2 separate regions of the Capra hircus genome follow, and region 2 is linked to region 1. Evidence: chromatin contacts called from public Hi-C data. All regions are on one chromosome and are shown on one strand. Each heading gives the region's core, a stretch centred on a gene start, on an enhancer-like site or on the middle of the called end of the contact. The rest is flanking DNA. Distances are from core to core; before and after follow the strand shown.

Evidence for each region. A called contact is a pair of places that touch in the nucleus more often than the background predicts.
Region 2: a Hi-C map of liver shows a contact between it and region 1, with 5 times the contacts expected there. The contact joins the enhancer-like site here to the promoter of ARHGEF37 in region 1. A contact is called at or near these places in 2 of 5 Hi-C or Micro-C datasets (blood and liver).

Annotation. Positions count from the first base shown.
Region 1 is chr7:49,491,678-49,495,461 of ARS1.2, reverse strand. ARHGEF37 (rho guanine nucleotide exchange factor 37) reads left to right here and starts at 2,197. Exons shown (of 13, transcript XM_005683157.3): 1 at 2,197-2,354.
Region 2 is chr7:49,590,580-49,594,363 of ARS1.2, reverse strand. No RefSeq gene overlaps it. Among named protein-coding and RNA genes, the nearest start is that of MIR145, 13 kb to the left of the region's middle. Within about 2 kb of position 1,898, at least 4 of the 5 cell types and tissues checked have an H3K27ac peak or open chromatin away from gene starts, as enhancers often do.

The DNA.
Region 1 (3,784 bases), core at 948-3,447:
AAATCAGATGATCCCAGACATGTGGGATAAGTGATCTCTCTCACACACACACAGGAGCATAAAGTGAGGTGCTGAGCACTCATAAGACCCTCACTCACAAACTGGAAGTCTGATCTAGCTGTCAGACTAGTTTGGGGGATCAAGTCTTCACTCCCTGGGTGACTTTGAAAAAGTCACTTAACCACTCTAGGACTCAAATTCTCTTCAGATTTCCTTCTGAATTGGAAGGAAACCTAGAGATCACCTAAACTAGTCTTTAACTTTTGTATTCTTCTTTGAAGCATCCCCAGTAATCCTGTGGTTGAATTCTGACTTTTAACGGTGGCAGGAGGCCCACTCTCCCCATGCAACTGATGTCATTTTTTAAACACTCTGATTGGTAGATAAGTTCTTCCTCACATATTTGCAATTTGTCTCCCTAATAGCGTTCCCTAGGCTAGTGATGTCTAAGGTCATACAGGTGAAGTCTGATCCATGGAAAACTCTTTAAGAAAGCTCTCAACTTTGCTTTTCTCCTCTACAGACTAAAACCACCCCTTCCTCTTCTATTGTTCTCATCCATCATATCCAAGACACAACACCATTTTAATCTTCATATGTTTGTGGGTGCAAAGTAGTGCTTAAGCAACCTGAGGCCTCAGACTGTCTGAATTTGAGTACTGGTCCTGTGTGATAGTGGACAAGTTATTATACTTTCTTTAGCTTCAATTTTTCTCTCTAAATGAGGATGATGAAAGTATACCTTTTTCTTAGAGAAGTTTTGAATCTGATAGATGAGGAAATACAAATAAAATGTTTAGTATAGTACCTGGCACTGAGTAAGCAATATTACTAGCGCTATCATTAATAATAATGATAAAATTTACATGAGAATAAGAATGAATATTAGAATTGGAGGATTTAGAAAAGTTAATCTAGTCCTTTCGTGACTCCATAAATAAGACTTAGTTGCCCTGACATGAAACTTTCTGTGCTTTTCATGTAATGATCACTTTCAAGTGTGTGTTCATCATCCGGCTCACCCCAAGAGGGCAGGGACTTTGTCTGTGGTGTTGACTGCTGAATACTTGGTGCATTCAGTGTCCCGCTCATTACTATGAATCACAGACAAGGAAACTGCGGTGCAGGGAGTGATAGCTTACGGTGAACATGTCGGATTTGTGATCTCTGAAGATTTAAGCTTGAGGACCAGGGACCAGGCTTGATCACTCAAGAGCTTTCGTATAGCAGAGTTTTATTAAAGTAAAAAAGGGACAGAGAACGCTTCTGACACAGACATCAGAAGCGGGACGGAGAATGCCCCCACCTGCTAGTTTTGGCAAGCTGTTTTATGTCTGTTAGAAAGCTATTAGTCAGATGAGAGAGACACCTCAAGGCTGACGGAGTTTCACCAGGCCCCTCTCCCACAATATGCAGTTTTGAGATAGGATGGCACGAGGTGCGTCATCCCTCAGCCTTAAAACAATTGATATGAATACTGGTTTGTTGAGCTATTATCAGCCAGAAGTTAGTCTTAGGTGGAACCATTTTGAAGAAAGGCAAATTCCAAAGCAAATACATAGTTTCATTAACATAGCTTAAGAAAAACATTTCCATAAGAAAAACGCATTGGTTAGCTCAAGGACTGAGAAAAGTTAAAGTCAGGTGGAACCGGCTGTCCTCATAGCAACACAGAATTTAAGACACTTGCAGCCTATTTCCTCTGATTGGAGACCCCTGGTCTTCCTGCCTGTTACCCTCTCAGGAAACTGGCAGATTTATCTAAGTTTGCGCAAAGGGCTCCCAGGAGAGCTAGGATAGGAACCCAGAAGTCCTGGGCAGCCAACACTGAGAATTAAATAAAGGTCCAGCCCTAAAATTTGGTGATTCGGGCGAGAGCACAGACATTCAGTGATCTTGGGGTCAATATTGCTACCAGATGGCCTAAGTGCTTGTCCCTGTTTTGAGGCTGCCTAGCCTGAGGGAGGAGTAGGTGCCTTAACTGAAGCGGCGGGCGGGCGGGCCACCAGGCGCCGCACCGACGACACCCACTTACATGGCTTCCTTCTGGCTGCGGGCCAGCGCACGGCTGCTGCTGCTGCGGTCGCCGCAGCTGGGGCCCGCTCTAGGGAGCACCCAGCGGAAAGCAACCTGCCTGCATATGGACAATTAACAAAGGCAGGAGCCAGGGCCGCCGCCTCCTAGCGCACGCACGTAAGCAGTGGGCAGAGCCGCGCCCGCCCGGCCTTCTGTGGGAACAGTACGCGCAGGCTCCAGCGCAGCGCGGGTCCGGGACTACTGCGCCTTTCCCACCCTGGCTGCGCAGTCCCCAGGGCAGCCGAGCTCCCCGGGGGAGCTGGCACCTTGCGAGCGCGGTGAGTTCACTTGGGCGATTGGGACGGCAGGATAGGGCCAGGGAGGCTCTCGGGAAAACAGCTGCTGCTGAGATCCTGAAAGGGAGGTGGGGGAGCGCGCAAGCGACTACGCCGGTCCGGGTTGCGGGTTGCTGGGTAGTTAGCTTTGTGTCTTGAGCCTAGTGGGAATGCGAGCAATCAGATAAGTCTGACCCAATCCGGTCAGTTTACAGGTGGAAAACTGAGGCCCAGAGAGGTAAGCTGGCTTGGTAAAAACTAATTATTTTTCCTTATGTCTGTTTATCCCTCTCTGCCTCAGTGTAAAATTGGGGAGGACTTTTAATGAGACTCCATATACGTTAAACAAAGGAATAATACAAACGATGGTTTAAAAAAAATTATTGACAAGGAAAGTATAGTTATAAATAGGCAATCAAGACCGAGGAAAAGGGAACGGAAATCTGTGGTCCATAGGTGAGCTGCCTGGGCCAAGAGCCCTCAGAGAAATAGTGCTAAGGCTGGGACTGGAAGCCAGAACTTCTGGCTCCCGCTGCAGTACTCCCTGGACAGCAAGCACCACGAACTTAAGAGGATGGGTAAGTTGACCACCTGCCCAGGCAGTGGCTCGTGACCTTCTTGGGATCACTGACTCCTTAAAAATCTGAGTCTCCTTCCCAGGTTTCCTGTATACCCTTGCACACAGTTTCAGATTTGACAGCAGGATGTAGCATTCCTGGTGTGAGGAATGACTGAAGGCTGGCCCTGAGGCTGCACTGTTTCAGAGCAGTTTATTTGCTTTAAAGGGAGGGAGCTGGTGAAGGAGTGTTCCTGCTCTGAGTTGAGACAGCGTCCTGAGGCCCCTAGCTGCCTGATCTCACACACTCTGTTTACCTGTTCCAAGGCCCTGTTTTCTTTGTAAACTGGAGGAAAGATTGCTTCATCTTTCATATTGTTGTCAGACTACAGATGAATATTAAGTCCAGTACCTGACAGTAGTGGATGATCAATAAAAGGGCTGGTGCACACAACCCAGTGAGTCAAAGCCATGCCATTTAAGAAAGGGTGATGAACTGGGGGGAAATGGGCTGTATCCGGAAGTAAAAGAAAACAAAAGTTGAAAGTTAAAAATTTGCAAATGTAAAGTCAGCCCTATAGTGGCTGACAAATGACTGCACATACCTTAGTGATGGTAACCTAAATAAGAGCGCACTATTTAGAATAATGCTTCCCTGGTAGCTGGCTCAGTGGTAAAGAATCTGCCTGCAGTGCAGGAGATACAGGTTTGATCCCTGGGTCAGGAGGATCCCTGGAGAAGGAAATGGTAACCCACACCAGTATTCTTGCCTGGGAGATCACATGGACAGAAGGGCTTGGCAGGCTACAGTCCATGGGGCCACGAAAGATCAGACAGGACTTAACAACTAAACAACAAATTTAGAATAATGTACTAC
Region 2 (3,784 bases), core at 649-3,148, 99 kb before region 1:
TGTGCTTACAAGGCAGGAGCAGACAAACCCAACAGTCTAGGACAGCACGTCATGGGCTTGGGTGGAATCCTGGATATAACTTTGATCAAATCACTTAGTATCTCTCGGCCTCAGTTCTCTCATCTGGAAAATGGATATTATAATTGCATCACCTTAGGGAATTCCCTGGTAGTCCAGTGGTTAGGACTCTGTGCTGTCACTGTCAAGGGCCCGGGTTCAATTCCTGGTGGGGTAACTAAGATCCCACAAGCTGTGCAGCCAAAATATAAATAAGTAAATAAAATAATACCATCATCTTAGAAAGTAGTGCTAAGGACAATGAGCAATTCTTGTAACGCATACAGCACAATGCCTGGACATAATACATGCTGGCTAAAAGCTTCTTATTATTACTAACAGGAGTGAATTGGTTTGCCCCAACCAGTTACGTTCCTTCCGGTGAACATTTACTGAGAGGCCACACTGTGCCAGGCCCTCGGCTAAGCACTGGGGACATAGCAATAAAGTGGACGCAGCTCCTGCTCACTTAGATCACAAAACGTCAGGGGAAGCCAGCCCAAAAGGAAACTAACCATTCCTATAGACCTGCGGTGGGAAGGAATAATGGCTGGGGTGGCGTTAGGCAGGACTGGTGGAGCCTTGAAGGCCCAGGGCAGGTTTCACAGCAGAAGACTGGCTGACCCAGTCATCTCACTTAGAAATGAGATCTTAGACCCTACGGCCCCACAGGGCCCCTGGGCCATCATGGAGGCAGGCATAATGGGGGAAGGGACAGAACAGGAGGGAGGTCACAGAGGCCTATCCTTGAGGTGGAGACAATCTGGGTTCAAGGGACAGTGGCTGGGTGGACTGGGTGAGGCCGCCCGGAGAGGTCAGGAAGGAGAGGTTCAGTCCTGGAGAAGGTGGACAGGGAGGAATCCATTTAGCCTCCGGCAACAGCAGAGTGAATGGGCCTATTTGGGGAGTGGGGCTGATCACTGGTTGGTACCTCAGGTGGTTTTGCTTTCTTTCTGCGTCTCTGTGCTTCCCCTTTTTCTGCACTGAGTAACTAGTAAAGAAGGGAGTGGGCTATCTCTGGGAGCCCCAGGCTGGGAACCAGGTGGCCCTGTCTCACTGGAGGGACACGCCCAGGGCAGCCCAAGAGAGCAAACGAGCCCCCCTGGGGAGCTTCTGGGTCTGGTGGGAGAGGCTTGAACACCTGGAAGGGCCTTTGGCAACTCAGCCTCTGGTGTCTCCCTCTACCCCGAGGGATAATGACTCTATAGCAGAGGCAGTGGGTGGGGTGGACGCGCCTAGGTTCCCCCTCCCCCAACACACACACACACACACACACACACACACACACACACACACACCCTTAGGCTCCCGGGTGTGTCTGTGTCAGCAACACTGTGCACCCGGGCGTGGGCCGCCAGCTCAGCAAAGTCGCCGTAGGACTGGCCTGGGCGCCCGGAAGAGGCAGGCTGGGTTCTGCTCCTCACCGCCCACTTCCCCAGTCTGGCCCCGTTGCTCCAATTAGTAGGGCAACCCAGTGAGCTGAGAAAGGTTCATGCTGAGCAGGAAAAGGCCAGGACTCGCCCGCCTCCCCGTATCCATGAAGCTACGGGAGGGCAAGCCTTGGGCACTTGATAGTCTGCATTCTGCGTGAGCAACCAGCTCACTGGGTTCCCCGACCTGGGCCTCAGTTTCCCCTTCGACCAGTGAGCCAATGTATACATTCATTTTCTCTTCCTGGCATCCAGCGAGTGTCAGACCTGCAATAAGCATCGAAGAGACAATAAACTCGGATCCTAGGCCTTGGAAAGCGTCCCCCTGAGCCCTGTGTGGCAGCAAAGCGGGTGGGGTGCGGTTCGAGGCCGGCTTCCCTCTGCGTCCGCAGGCGACGGACGCCCAGAAGAGGGCGGCAGAGAGCGGGATCCCAGCGCAAGGGAGCCGTGACCTCGTCAGTCCACGAAGGCGGAGGCCTGGGGATTTTCAGCCTCACTGCTGTCAGGAAAAAGTTTCACAAGGGCCTCTGGCGCAGCGGCATTCTCTTGGATCTCGGCCCTGGGGCGGGGCGGCCCACCCCTCATCACTCTCCTACCCGCGGAGGGCCAGAGCAGCCTTGGGGCTGGGGCGGGGCGGTGCAGGGGCAGGGGCGAGGTGGGGATGCCCCAGCCGTGATCAGCTTGCTGAAGGAGGCCACAAGGGCAGAGGAAGGGGGGTGGGGCGGGGGTGGGGATGGGGGCGGGGAGGCTGCCGGGACAGTCTGTGGGGAAGGGTCACAGGGTCGGGTAGGGGGCTGGTCCTAGAAGCAGCTCACACCCAGCACTTTCTTTGTCTGTGAACCAATCCAGAAAACTAGGTTTTCTGAAGATCACGCTGATGCTGTGATGGGGATGGACTTAACCCACACACACTCAGCATACACTCCTGTTCTCCCATCAGCATGCTCTCAACACACTAACACGCATTTCCACCCACATCACACCCAACTGATACACACACAGACATTCATATCGCACCAACACACACATTCATGATCACACGCACGTTCACACAAACACGCTTGCACACACGAATCCACATCCAGTTTCACCCAACTTTCTTCATACTCACACTTGTGTACACGCATAATTCACATACATTCATACTCTCAAGCACATACAAGCACACACCCATTTTTTTCACCCACCTCTCACAAGCACTCACACACACAACTTGTACACAAATACACTCACACACACTCACACATTCACACACTGGAGGGCCTTTCCCAAGAAAAGCCAGTGGAGTCAGGGGGCTGTCTGCCAGCTCTGGTCCCTCATGTTGGGTTCCAGGGTTAATCCCAGCTCTCAGAAGACTGTGAGCCATTGCCTCCCACCCACTTTCAAAAGGGATTTGAGATGATTTAGAAGGTTAAATCCTAAATAAAACAGGATAATGAAAAAGAAACACAAGAGGGTAGAAGCATCAAAAGTGTAACACTTGTTTCTCCAGACCTGGGCCTTCTAACCTTGTAAGGACCCAGTGATCTGTGATTTCAGAGCCCCAGGGCCAGCCTCATGATCTCCTGACCATCCCTCTGCACTCACCTTCCCATCCATTGCCAGTCAGCCTCTTGAACTGAACCCTTGACCTTGGCCTCTCTCTCCCACCAGCTGAGTTCCCAGCCACTGAAAAGCAAAATTCCTCTCCTCATCGTCCTAGAATCTCAATTCTCAAGCTCCATTCATTTGACCTGTCGTCTTGACCTTTCCCACCACCACCTCTCAAAAAGGCCCTCATTCAAACAAAACACCCAGTAACACATCCTGATATTTTAAAGTTGCTCAAGTGGGCATTTCAGTCAGCTATCGCTGTGTAGCAAACTGACTCAAAACTTAATGACTTAAAGCAGCAATTGGAGGGCGTCTCCTGGCAGTCCAGTGGTTAGGACTTGACCGTTACACAGCAGGGGGCACGGGGTTGATCCCTGGTCAGGGGACTAAGTTCCCGCATGCTTCGTGGCAACAAAAAGCAGCAAGTTTTCTTTCTCGTGATCCTTAGGTTTGGGTGGACTCATCTGGGCTCTGGTCTCTATTTGGTGTTGGGACTACTCCAACTGCATTCAGTTCAGTCCAGTTCAGTCGCTCAGTCGTGTCCGACTCTTTGTGACCCCACGGACTGCAGCACACCAGGCCTCCCTGCCCATCACCAACTCCCGGAGTTCACTCAGACTCACGTCCATCGAGTCAGTGATGCCATCCAACCATCTCATCCTCTGTCGTCCCCTTCTCCTCCCACCTTCAATCTTTCCCAGCAT